Regions from separate parts of the Mus musculus genome. Here regions 1 and 2 are each linked to region 3. A link is a contact called in public Hi-C and HiChIP or PLAC-seq data. All regions are on one chromosome and are shown on one strand. The core of a region is the stretch at or near the end of the contact, and the rest is flanking DNA. Distances in the headings are between cores, read along the strand shown.

Region 1 (3,878 bases), core at 475-2,974, 190 kb before region 3:
ACAACACTGCCCCCCAGTTTCTCTCCCAGCGTCGAGCGGTCCTTAATATCGTCCAAGCCATTTACTTGCCACTCATGTTTAATACCTAAAACGGAAAAGAAAAACACACCTCATTAACCTTATAACTAAGAAAGAGTAAAAAAAAAAATTTTTTTTTTTTGTACAGAACAGTCGATGTTGGTACCTGTAAATTTCTTTTTAATGGCATCTTTAGAGCTAGCATAAATCATCTTGCTTTTTAACGGTGCACTTTCAGGAGCCCTACGGGGGAGAAAATGTTGAATTTCAAAAGAAAAACAAAGGCAAAAACTGACTCTGATAATAATAATCCTTGCACTTTTAGAAGTACTTTTTTTCTTTTGTTTTTACACACCAGAATATAAATACTAGGTCTTCTTTCTTAGACTCTTTTGTTTCGTACGTGGCATCGTACAAAGCATATCGGCAATCATTCAGAGGCAACAACTTCACAAAAGATGTGTAGGGGTCCTCTACAGTGTCACCAATGTCACCCACCAAGATCTGCTTGGCTTCCTCTACAATTATTTGTCTTTTGTCATCGCTCAAACAGAAGAGAACTGCTTTCTTTCTTTTTTTGATCTCCTCCTGTGTAGAAGATTTTCTTACTTTCATATCATTAAAAACTTTGATGACTTCATCATTCACTGTAACTCCAGATGCCTGAAAACAAACAAAGGGTGGGAATTTAGAATAAGGATTTCGGTTTTAACCAAAATCATAGACTTCAGTCTGGCCAGAGTATTAAAAAACTGCACCAAACAACGTAAGCAGTCCTATTAGGTCTGTCAATTTTAAATATCAGAAGAAGATACGGGTAAAATGTCTAACTCATACTGCTCATTCATCCTTCTTAAAGGAGTACGGAGAGAACCGCTAACGGGAGGTGGGAAGGGACAAATACAGTTGAGCCATGCCTGAAATGTTTCCTATTTCACTGGGTGATGTCAGAGCTTCAGGAGCAGCAGCAAAAATACCTTCTGTATTGTGTCAACTCTGCAGGCCTTAAAAAAAAACACTCCAGGATTTCAGTTAACGCTTCTACTATTTTTTTTTTCTTTCTTTAAAGCCGTCTTAGCCACGGCTGCTTCCACATAAGGAAAGAGAATCAAGTGTAAACTCCAACCCGCTGCGGCTACAGCGATTACGCCCCACCGCCCATTGGCAGCCGCTTTGAAACTAACAGATCCCGTGAAAAGGCTCCCTACGGCGAGAAAAGCGTTTTAAAATAGGTTTCTACCTGTTCAATCTCCTCGGAACGGCGTTATGGCCGGCCTCCTAGACCCTCACCCAGAGGCTGCTGGCCACGTACCAACCTTACAGCGCGCGAGTTAAAAACCTTAAGCCGCGCAGGGCAGAGCAACACGCGGGGGCCCTGGCCCAAGGAGCGACCCTCTCGCGCCGGGCCTGCGCCGGGCCCTCCCGCCTCGGGACTCGGAGCGGCCGCAGGGCCTCGAGCCCTCGGCCCGCAGCGCCGAAGCGCCCACCGCACAGGCCCAGGCAGGGTTAAGATGGCGGCCGCGCGGGGATCCGCGCCGCGCCCAGCATTCCCCCGCCGGCGCGCCCACCTTACCATAGTGCCCGCGGCTGAAGTGGCTGCGGCGGCGGTGGCTCGGACTCCGGCTCGGTGGCACTGGGACGAGAAGAAGGAGGGGTCGGCGGCGGGCAGCAGAGAGTGCAGGGCACGCCGGGAGCTGCAGCCGGGCGGGCGGGCGGCGGGCTGGAGGGCCGCAGGGCGGGCGGGGCGGGGGCGGTCACGTGGTCAGGCCCCGCCCCCGCCGCTGTCCTCCGCCTGACCCCGGAGCTCCAGAACCGCTAGCAGAACCACGCGCAGCGGCGGCGGGAGCCCCGATGCTGACAGGGATGGTCGTAGCGACCAATCCGGGTTCAACGCTCGAGCGGTTCGCGGGCTCCTGGCGCTGCTCTGGGGGGTTGTGACGTGAGGAAACGGGGTGTGGTGGTCGGGTAGAGAGCTCTTTGCTTCATTCACTTGCGCTTTCCACGGAAAGGGTCCGGATTGTAACCTTTCGGGACCCCTTTGGAAAGCCCCGACTTTGAATGAATCGTTAAGATCTTATTCTTCTTTGTGTGTTTGAATTGAGACAGGATCTCGTTTGGAGTCTTTTGCGGGTCTCTTGATTCATGAAGTAACTGCAGATGACCTTGAACGGATCCCGCCTCCATCCTGCAGGTGTTGGGATTACAGGCAAGCACCACCTCCCTGGGTTTAGACCCCTCTTATTACTAAAAGGAGAACGAACACTATAAATATTACCTTAGTGATTGAAGTACTAAGCAAAGGCAGAATGAGAAGCAGGAATGTTGGCTTATACCTGGAATTCTGCAAGAAGAGGGTGAGGTCACAAAAAGTCTCTGGAGATACCTTGGACAGAATTATAATCCAAGTAAAACCAGAAACTGCTCAAGTTACGTTTCTTTTCCCCTGTAAATGGGATGTATTGAGATTACTAGAAAAATAAATGTTTATATGTGGAGAGAAAAGGGCCTGACACATTTGATTTGGTAATTGTGTTGAAATCGTGTGTGTGTGTGTGTGTGTGTGTGAGAGAGAGAGAGAGAGAGTGTGTGTGTGTGTGTGTGTGTGTGTGTGTGTGTGTGTGTGAATAGGTGTGCTGTGGGAGTCATTTCTCCTCTACCGTGTGGGCCCTGGGAATTAAACTTAAGTCATCGAGCTTGGTGGTACCCTATCCCCATGTCAGGCAGCACACAGGCAGTCGTCACCTGTGAGCTCAGCTCCATGGACCCTGACTCCCTCTCCTAACCTTCACAAACACCTGCACATGTGCACACACATAAAAAATAAATGTAAAAAATCCTTTTGTTTTTACTCAGTGTACATGTAGGTGTATCTGTGTGAAGGTCTGCTATGTGTGTGTGGGTGCCCTTAGTAGCCAGAAGATGTTTGATCACTGGAGCTAGAGTTGCAAGAGTGGCAGACCATTGTGAGCTGCCTGAGCTGCCTGTTGTGGGTGCTCCGGTCCACTCTACTTTCTCAGGCCCACAGATTTATTATTATACATAAGTACACTGTAGCTGACTTCAGACACACCAGAAGAGGGCATCAGATATCCTTATAGGTGGTTGTGAGCCACCTTGTAGTTGCTGGGATTTAAACTCAGGACCTTTGGAAGAGCAGTCAGTGTTCTTAACTACTGAGCCATCTCTCCAGCCCTAGTTTGTTCTTAAGAGTGAGTGCTTCTTGAGCATGGAGAAAGGATTGTGGGAGGGGGTGACTTGGAGGTGGGCAATGAGCAGAATGTAAAGTGAATAAGTAAAAAAATAAATAGTAAAATAAAAAAAAAATTGCCGGGCAGTGGTGGCGCATGCCTTTAATCCCAGCACTGGGGAGGCAGAGGCAGGCGGATTTCTGAGTTCGAGGCCAGCCTGGTCTACAGAGTGAGTTCCACGACAGCCAGGGCTATACAGGAATTCACTCAAAAAAAAAAAACAAACAAACAAACAAAAACAAAAAAATTGGAGCTGAGACAAAAGGATGGACCATCTAGAGACTGCCATATCCAGGGATCCATCCCATAATCAGCCTCCAAACGCTGACACCATTGCATACACTAGCAAGATTGTGCGGATAGGACCCTGATATAGCTGTCTCTAGTGAGACTACGCCAGGGCCTAGCAAACACATAAGTGGATGCTCACAGTCAGCTATTGGATGGATCACAGGACCCCCAATGGAGGAGCTAGAGAAAATACCCAAGGAGCTAAAGGGATCTGCAACCCTATAGGTGGAACAACATTATGAACTAACCAGTACCCGGGAGCTCTTGACTCTAGCTGCATATGTATCAAAAGATGGCCTAGTCAGCCATCACTGGAAAGAG
Region 2 (3,934 bases), core at 59-2,558, 220 kb before region 3:
ACTACTACTTGTGTTCCACTGTCATAGCCTGAGCAGCACGGTGGGGGCACAGGCACACCCCTTTACCTTCTATAACAGGGTGTGCATGGGATTATCACTTTCCCTGCAAACATCCAGAAATAGAACTTCGTTAAAAATAAGTCAGTATGTGCTTCTGATGTACCCAAGTCCACATGGAGGAGGACGGGAAGCTACTAACCACTGGGTTCCTCCCGGTGTGACTTGCTGGTGTTCTGCACACCTGGTCTCATTTCACAGCTCTGTGATGGTGTCTACTCACGGCTGGGAGACTAGAGCTGTCTGAGGGAGAGCAGCTAGTTAGAGGCACGGGCAGGGAGAAGCAATCCCAGAGATGACTGGCTCTCGTATCATCTCCCTGGAACTGGCCTGATCTATATTCAGACACTTGGCCACGATTTTCCTTAGCGCTCCCCAGGGGTGTGTCCACAGTGGGATTCATGCTTAGTGACTCCTGACTTTTCCTCTTGGAATCTGCCTTTTGTGCAAAAGCCAGTGAGATGGTAATGTTGGATTTGCATCTTCTATAGGGGCAGGGGGCTAGGAGAGGGAGACTGAACAAGGGTAGTGATGGAAGATTGGCTGTGTACACTTCTGTAAGTTAGAAATATTTTCTGGTTATTATTCATGTGTAACCTTTTTAGTAAGGAAGGGGAAAAGGGAATTTCTAGACAACTATTTGGAAATAATGTACAGCTACACTGCAGTATATATTCTATTTTCAACTACATATGCACACTCAAACTGTTATATATATTTAAGAAATTATATATGATTATATATGTATATATATTATGTTCTTTCTATATATAAATAGAAAGAACATAAAACTGAATGGGGGGGACAAGTTAGGGGAGGGATATTATGGTCAAAATAGATTCTATGGCATGTTAAAAAAAAAAAGACAATGGTGGCAAAACCCACCCCCAGTCAGCTACTCTGTCTTGTATAATTTGTTTTGAAAGAATTCATTATTAAATAAGATTTGAAGTTTAAAAAGATTTTATCTTTGATATATATACGATTAAGGATGCTTTTGAGAGGAAAGCTAGGATCAGCACTGCAGTGTGTGGGTATTTGCTGTTCTTTGTCCCTTGTACCCCACACAGAAACACAAACACAAGCTTCTCATTGTTGCCTCTAAGCAGCTGATGACTAAGGGGCTGACTAAGTCATCCTGAGTGGCTGAAACCCTGTTCCCAGTCACTTGACACCATGTAGGGAATACTATGTTGGAAATGTGCAGCTGTTCAAGCCTCCGCCCCGCCCCCACTGGAAAGCCCCGCCCTTGGGGAGCAGGAGCGGTCAATTCTTCTTTACAGGAAACGTTGCCAGTGAACAGCTCTCCCCTTAACCTACGGGGGAAGCACACGTCTCCCTTTTCCGTAACTGTAGCAAGACTGTTTTCATAATTAATTGGAGGCGAAATGCAGTGCTGGGGGTTGGTTTCTTAGCAGTGATAATCTCGCCATGATGAGTCACTTCTCTGAGGAGAAGAGCTCACTGCAGAGAACATGGCAGTGACGCTCACACACTTCTTATGCTCATGCTGCCTCTAAGCTTGAACTACAGCCCCCACACAGTGAAGGGTCTGGCTTTTGCTGTTGCTTGTTTGGTTTTGAGATAGGATCTCATGTAGCCCAGGCTGAACTCGAACGCATGATGTAACCAAAGGATGACTTTAAACTCTCGACCTGCACCGCCACAGTTGATTTCATTCAATGCTTCCCAACCTGATTAAAGTTGATAAATTGAGTGGATGTGCTGTGGTCATTTGTTCAGCAACATGTTCATTGACTGAACAGCAACATGTTTTCTTATGTTTATTTGTGTTCATGTTTGCGGGTATGCATGTGTCATGGCACATGTGTGGAAGTCAGAAGACAACTTGTGCCAGTCAGTCCTGCCTTTTATCATATGGGTTCCAGGGGTCAAACTCAGGCCATGAGGGTTGGAGGCAAGCACTCTTATCTGCTCTGCTGAGCAAATGTGCTCATGGAATTTCTTTTTTTTTTTTTTTTTTTTTTTTTTCGAGACAGGGTTTCCCTGTATAGCCCTGACTGTCCTGAAACTCACTCTGTAGACCAGGCTGGCCTCGAACTCAGAAAAAATCTGCCTGCCTCTGCCTCCCAAGTGCTGAGATTAAAGGTGTGCACCACCACGCCCGGCTGTCTTTTTTTTTTTTTTTTTTTTTTTTTTGAAGTATTAGTTTGAATTACGTGTATAGGGAGGTGTATACATGTGAGTCTTGGTGACCATGGGAGTCAGATCATCTGGAGATGGAGTTATAGGTGCTGGCTATGGGTGATAAGGACAGAACTCTGGTCCTCTGCAAGAGTAGTACATATTTTTAATCACTCCAGCTCCCTAGTTTTTAATATGTACAGAAATGTATTCTATACCGCAAGCTTCCTGCGAGTGGCCATGTGTTGCTTTCGGAGTTGGCTAACTTAGCGGTTCCATTTTGACACGGACACAGATTCTTTCCACTTGTTCCCTACCACCCTGACTGAATTGGCGTTACTCCCAGCTTGTCTCTTCGTGGGCCCCTTCTCTTCCTGATGAAGATTCTTGAATCCCTGCCCCTGGCTCCCAGCTCCAGTGCCCGCTCAGGTCTTCCTCAAAGGCGGCTTGTCTCAGGCGTGATGAGGGCCGGGGCTTGGCTCCTCAGCTGACCTCTGCTCAATCCTCCAGTTTATCTGACTCCAGCTCCGCCCCTAGCTCTTCTAGCTCCATCTTAAGAATTACTCCACATGGGAGCGAAAAGCCACTAGCAGCTTGGGAGTAGGGTTTGTTGCTGTCTCATTATCTGGTCCAACCTTCCTTCCTCCCCCCTGGGAAGCCCTGCCCGCCTTGATCTTCCTGGGACTGCAGCGGGATCAGCTGCTCCGTTCCCAGATGCATCCCAGAGTTCAGACTCACTCATGCGCACAAGTGTCTCTTCTGGGGATAGTCACCCACTGCGGGGATCCCCGGTCACATCTCTACTGGTGGCTTTTTACCTTTTTAAATTATTTTTAGTTTCTTTTGTGTGTATGAGAGATTTTCCTGCCTGTGTGTGCACCAGGTACACACCTGGAGCCCTCAGAAGCTAAAAGAGGCCATTAGTTATAGATGGGTTACAAGCTACTTGGTGGGCACTGGCAATTGATAAGTAAGTCTAGAGCCAAAGAGCAGAAAGAAACTAAATGTCACTTTGCATTTAACTATCTTCACCATCTTATCCGCATATGACTTACTTATTTACTTTCTTGGCGTTTGTTTGTTTTTGTTTGAAACTTTTTTTTTTTTTTTCTGTGTAGCCTGGCTGTCCTACAAGTTGCTCTGAAGCCCAGCCCAGGCCATCTTAGGTTTGTATTTTGTTTTTTTGTTTGTTTGTTTGTTTGTTTTGTTTTTTTGAGACAGAGTTTTTCTGTGTAACAGAGCCCTGGCTGTCCTGGACTTGGTTTGTAGACCAGACTGGCTTTGAACCCACAGAGATCTATCTGCCTGCCTCTACCTCCTGATGGCTGGGATTAAAGCAGGCTATCTTTCTTTACCTTAAAAGGTCCCATCTCCCAGTCTTATCACCTAGATAGCCTGTCACTACTTAGATTCGGGTGTGTCCTAAATGGAATGCTGTTTCTCTGGTCTGCCAGCACCTGTCACTATGTATGTCTATGGTATTAACACATATTACTGGATGTACTTATTGGTCAAAGCTAAGAGCTGAGTAGAGCTACATTCAGCACAAACTGCCTTCTCCATTTCTGTAAACACTTGTCTAAAAAATGGTGACTCTGGAGATGAAGACAGGAGGAGCCTGAGTCTGAGGCCAGCCCGATTGTATGAAGAGAACTTACCTAAAAAGCAATTGATGCTGATAACAAATTGCTGGGACCTGCACTTACATATGACCTCATTTACATATGACCTC
Region 3 (4,079 bases), core at 547-3,046:
ATAGTGTCTACTAACCTTTAACTATGACCCCACAGTGATTAAAAATTGTGTAGAAAACCAAGGAAGTCTACATCCAGACATGAATTGGATTTCAGTGCTTTTGAGGGTAGAAGACAAACCATAAAGCAGTACTTTAGCAACACAGTCTTGGTATTAGAAAAATGTTGAAGGGCTAGGGATATAGATCAGTACTGTGCTTGCCTGACAGGCAGGAGCCCTGAGGGGTGGGGAGGTTTTTGGGTTTTTTTTTTTATTGTATTTTTTTCTGTGTAACCTTGGCTATCCTAGTACTCTCTCTATAGGCCAGGCCAGCTTCAAAATCAGAGATCTACCTGCCTCTCACTCCTGGGTGCTGGATTTAAAGGCCCGTGCTACCACACCCAGCTCAAGAGCCATAATTCTTGCCACCACCCAAATCAACCAACCAACCAACCAACCAACTAACCAACCAACTAACCAACCAATCAACCAACCAACCAATCAACAGTAGGAAACGTAGCTACATACCTGTAGCCCCATGAGAGACTCTTGGAGACTTGGTACTGTCACTAATAGTGATCCTTGCTTTCTTACATTATGGATGATGTAGTTCCAGGCACTAGAAAACATCAAAAACTGATATAATGAAATAAGGGTAAGATAATATTGCATATTAATGAGAACAGAGATAGCTCTCTTGCTCAATGTCTCCTCTTCCTCTCTCATCATGGGGAGGAGAGCCACAAGCCTGTTCAGAAATCTGCTCTAGCTCTAAGTCATAGCCCAGCCAAGTTTGGGGGTTCACACCTGGGATCCCAGCACTGAGCAAACTGAGGCAGGAGGCTCCTCTGGGGTTACAGGCCAGCCTGGGGTACACTGTGAGCTTCAGGGCACCATCCTTGGCTCTAGAATTAGACTCCATCTGAACAAAGCAACAGCACACCCAACAAAATCCGGGATGTGGCCTTTAACATACAACCCAGCAACTGTACACTGCTATTTACACAAAGAAGTTAAAAACATGTATTTGCAAAAAAATCTGTACATAATTATTTATTGTAGTTTTATTCATAATTTATAAACTTGGGAATGGATAAACTGTGGCATATCTAGACAACTGAAATATTGTTCGGCTCTAAAAGGAAATGTGCTCAAGTCATTAAGACACAAAGAGCCTCACGTCTGTTGCTAGAGAGGGAACCTAACCTGGAAGGATTCTGGATTGTCTGATTCTAACTGTCACAGCTGGAAAGTAAAACTATGGGTTGGTAAAAATATCAGTGGCTGCCAAGGGTGAGGTGAGAGTACAGGACCAAGAGCTGAGCAGGGGATTTTTAGGGGAGTGAAACTACTGTCCATGTTTTAAGGCTGGGTGCATGTCACTACATATCAATACATGCACACACACACACACACACACACACACACACACACACACGGGCTTCGAAGCACCAAGAGTGAACGCTACTGTAAACTGGAGACTTCTGGTGACTATTCAGTACCCAAGACCCATCATAAGAAGCATACTGTTCTGGTGGGAGGGACGACAATGGTACAGTTTCAGCAGGTGCGTGGGGCAGAGTGTACAGGAAATCTTTATCTTTTTTAAAGTTTTGCTGAGAACTCAAAACTTCACTATAAAGAGCGAAACAAAAGCCTGACGTGTCAGCTTTTATCAGACACTGGATTTTATTTTATTTTTTTGAATAAGGATGACAAAAGAAAATGCAGTCAGTATCTAGAAATCTAGATAGGCAAAATGTTTACCCACAGGAAATAGAACCACAGCAACACAGTAGAAATTGGCAAATTTTCCAGTTCCTGAGGGGTGCTGGTAAAGTTACAAGGTCAAAGTACTGATATTAACAAGATGGGGATGTGGGTTACCGTAAAGGTTCTGAATAAGAGAAGTGAAGTTTTCAGAATCACACAAGTCAAGCAGGATCAGCATCAAAGCCTTGTACTTTCTCCACAGAGCACATGAGAATCAGTCCTTCAGACTGGGGGGGGGGGGGGTTGAGGAAGATGAGGAGTCTGGGAAAATCAGGGGCACAGAAGCCAGAAACCAAAAATAACTGTGTAGCTGTGTATGGTGTGTAGATTAGATCTTTTAAACTCACGTCAAGAGTTAAATCATAGCTCACCTGGCTGGCTGGAGTATTTTAGGGATGGAATTCCAACATTAAAGAGCATCTGCAGAGTTTGGAGGGACCAGCCAGTTCTATAGGATAATGAAATGACCCGCCAGTGCATGTCAGGGAGCTGTGTGTTTGCCCGGTTCTGTTTAACTCCCAGGGTTGATATACACCACACTACACTGCACAGATCTTGGTTCCCCACCAGTGGGGAACAGTCTCTGCAGTGTGACTGGTGAGGTGGGTGGGTAGCAGTATCAGTTGTACTTATTTTTGGTTGAGGCTATGGCTAGCAGGTATCATATTTAGAACTTATTTACAAAATAATGCAACATTTGTTTTTTTTCAGGATGCGAATGATAATCACATAGCACTGTTTCAACTAGAGCTATCGTTTTTTAATGTGGTTCCTAAAAATGATGTACTTTACAAGCCCATTTAATTAAAAAAAAATGAAAAACTAGATTAGCATGACTTTTTCATTTGTCTGAGACACGCACGCCTCACAGAGTTCAGGATGCCCTGAATTAGCTATTTAGCTGAATTCACGGTCACAGACTAAAGCAGAAGTTCTGTGTCCTGGTACGGCATGGGTCCAGGAACCCTGCCCTAGAGGCAATCAGAAACACTCAAGTTGGGTGGGCTCTACTCTCCTTCCGGATGGAGAAGATGCATCAGCTGGAAGCCCAGCGTGTTTATTATACACAGTTGAGCAGGTTACTGCATGCAGCTGGACACAAAGGGAGATTACTACATAGAGCTGACAAGAAGACAGGTTTAGCTAATCTCACTAGGGGCAGCCTCACTAGGGGAGCAGTTTTCAGGCTGTGAACATCCAGGGGTAGAAAGCATGGTAGTTATTTTCTACATACACTGTAAATATCTGCATAGGAACACAGGAAAGCCTTATCATTCTCATGAGTCTAAGGTGTGGCGTCCTTGACATGACCACGACCACATCAATAACACATTCACCGAGGACTTCACCGTCCCTAAACAGAAATAATTATATAACATCATATAGCTACTACTTGTTCAGTAACTCATGTAGTCTCTATGAATGAATATATGAAAAAAGCTGTTTTTATTTTTACTTAAAGTCAGGGTCACATAATGGAGCCCTGCCTGGTCTGGAACTCAGAGATCTGCTTGCCTCTTGGATCCTAGTGCTGGGGTTAAAGGCATGCGCTACCACACCCATCTAAATATAGATCCCACCCTGCCCCCACAATTCACCAACAGCTTTCAACATTTTTTCAGCATTTGAAATCTATAAATCTCCAAAGTGTTTAACATTATTTTTCTCTCAGTGCCTCATTAGTATACCAGTGACGATATACTCGTCAACAATTATATGTTTTTCTTATCTGCAAGTAAGTTTAAAAGTAAAAAAGCTGCTGATGTGGTGATAAATGCCTGTCCTGTCAGCATCAGGAGGCAGAGGCAAGAGGAATTCAAGTTCAAGGCCAGTGTGGGCTGCACAGAGAAGTGATCAGACAGTTGCTACCTTCTCCACCAGCTGGAGAGTGAGATAACTCCAGGAACCTGTTAGAGGGTCCTTCCTCAGGGACACTGTTAGAGGATGTAGCTTAGAGATAGAGCACCTGCCTAGCATGTACCAGGCCGTGGGCAAAGCAAAAAAGCAAACACAGAATTAGCTAGTTTTGAAGGTTAATATTCTCATCCTCTCTGTTAAGCCTTGGTTACTCCATACTGTTTTATGATCGGTGTGATGGCTAGTGTTAACGGTCAATTTGACAGAATCTGAAACAGCTGAGAAGAGGGGCTAGGGGCTAGCTGTTAGGGTGTTATTTTGGTCAGATTAACTGAAGAGACTGGGCTAATTAGCATGCATTTACTCTCTGCTTCCCATTCCTGAGTGTGGATCCACTACCCATCATCAGACAAAAGGCACTGAGCACCCAAATAGCCTTTCTCCCTTACCTTGCCTTTGTCAGGCTTTAC

Evidence for each region. A called contact is a pair of places that touch in the nucleus more often than the background predicts. HiChIP or PLAC-seq counts read pairs in DNA pulled down with a chosen protein or histone mark.
Region 1: a contact with region 3 is called in an H3K4me3 HiChIP or PLAC-seq map of the SCID.adh cell line, with 9 read pairs. The contact joins the promoter of Cfl2 here to the enhancer-like site in region 3. A contact is called at or near these places in 7 of 39 promoter capture datasets (the C10 cell line, HPC-7-derived erythroid cells, embryonic stem cells and 4 more), 1 of 484 Hi-C or Micro-C datasets (bone marrow-derived macrophages), 11 of 115 datasets of contacts at active chromatin or transcription factors (the 230-238 cell line, the SCID.adh cell line, VIP interneurons and 7 more) and 3 of 9 other capture datasets (adipose tissue, liver and pancreatic islet).
Region 2: a Hi-C map of group 2 innate lymphoid cells shows a contact between it and region 3, with 1.7 times the contacts expected there. The contact joins two enhancer-like sites. A contact is called at or near these places in 15 of 484 Hi-C or Micro-C datasets (the C10 cell line, Sertoli cells, adipose-derived mesenchymal stem cells and 7 more), 6 of 115 datasets of contacts at active chromatin or transcription factors (T-cell acute lymphoblastic leukemia, embryonic basal ganglia, embryonic limb bud and 3 more) and 3 of 9 other capture datasets (adipose tissue, embryonic stem cells and pancreatic islet).

What each region holds. Positions count from the first base shown.
Region 1 is chr12:54,861,153-54,865,030 of GRCm38.p6, forward strand. Cfl2 (cofilin 2, muscle) reads right to left here and starts at 1,725. Exons shown (of 4, transcript NM_007688.2): 1 at 1,592-1,725; 2 at 374-681; 3 at 185-261; 4 at 1-85. The coding sequence starts at 1,594.
Region 2 is chr12:54,833,818-54,837,751 of GRCm38.p6, forward strand. No RefSeq gene overlaps it. Among named protein-coding and RNA genes, the nearest start is that of Cfl2, 27 kb to the right of the region's middle. Within about 2 kb of position 1,309, at least 263 of the 459 cell types and tissues checked have an H3K27ac peak or open chromatin away from gene starts, as enhancers often do. A contact at or near this core is called in group 2 innate lymphoid cells, where this site is marked.
Region 3 is chr12:55,048,380-55,052,458 of GRCm38.p6, forward strand. 2700097O09Rik (RIKEN cDNA 2700097O09 gene) reads right to left here. Exons shown (of 8, transcript NM_028314.2): 7 at 508-598. Among named protein-coding and RNA genes, the nearest start is that of 2700097O09Rik, 30 kb to the right of the region's middle. Within about 2 kb of position 1,797, at least 38 of the 459 cell types and tissues checked have an H3K27ac peak or open chromatin away from gene starts, as enhancers often do. A contact at or near this core is called in the SCID.adh cell line and group 2 innate lymphoid cells, where this site is marked.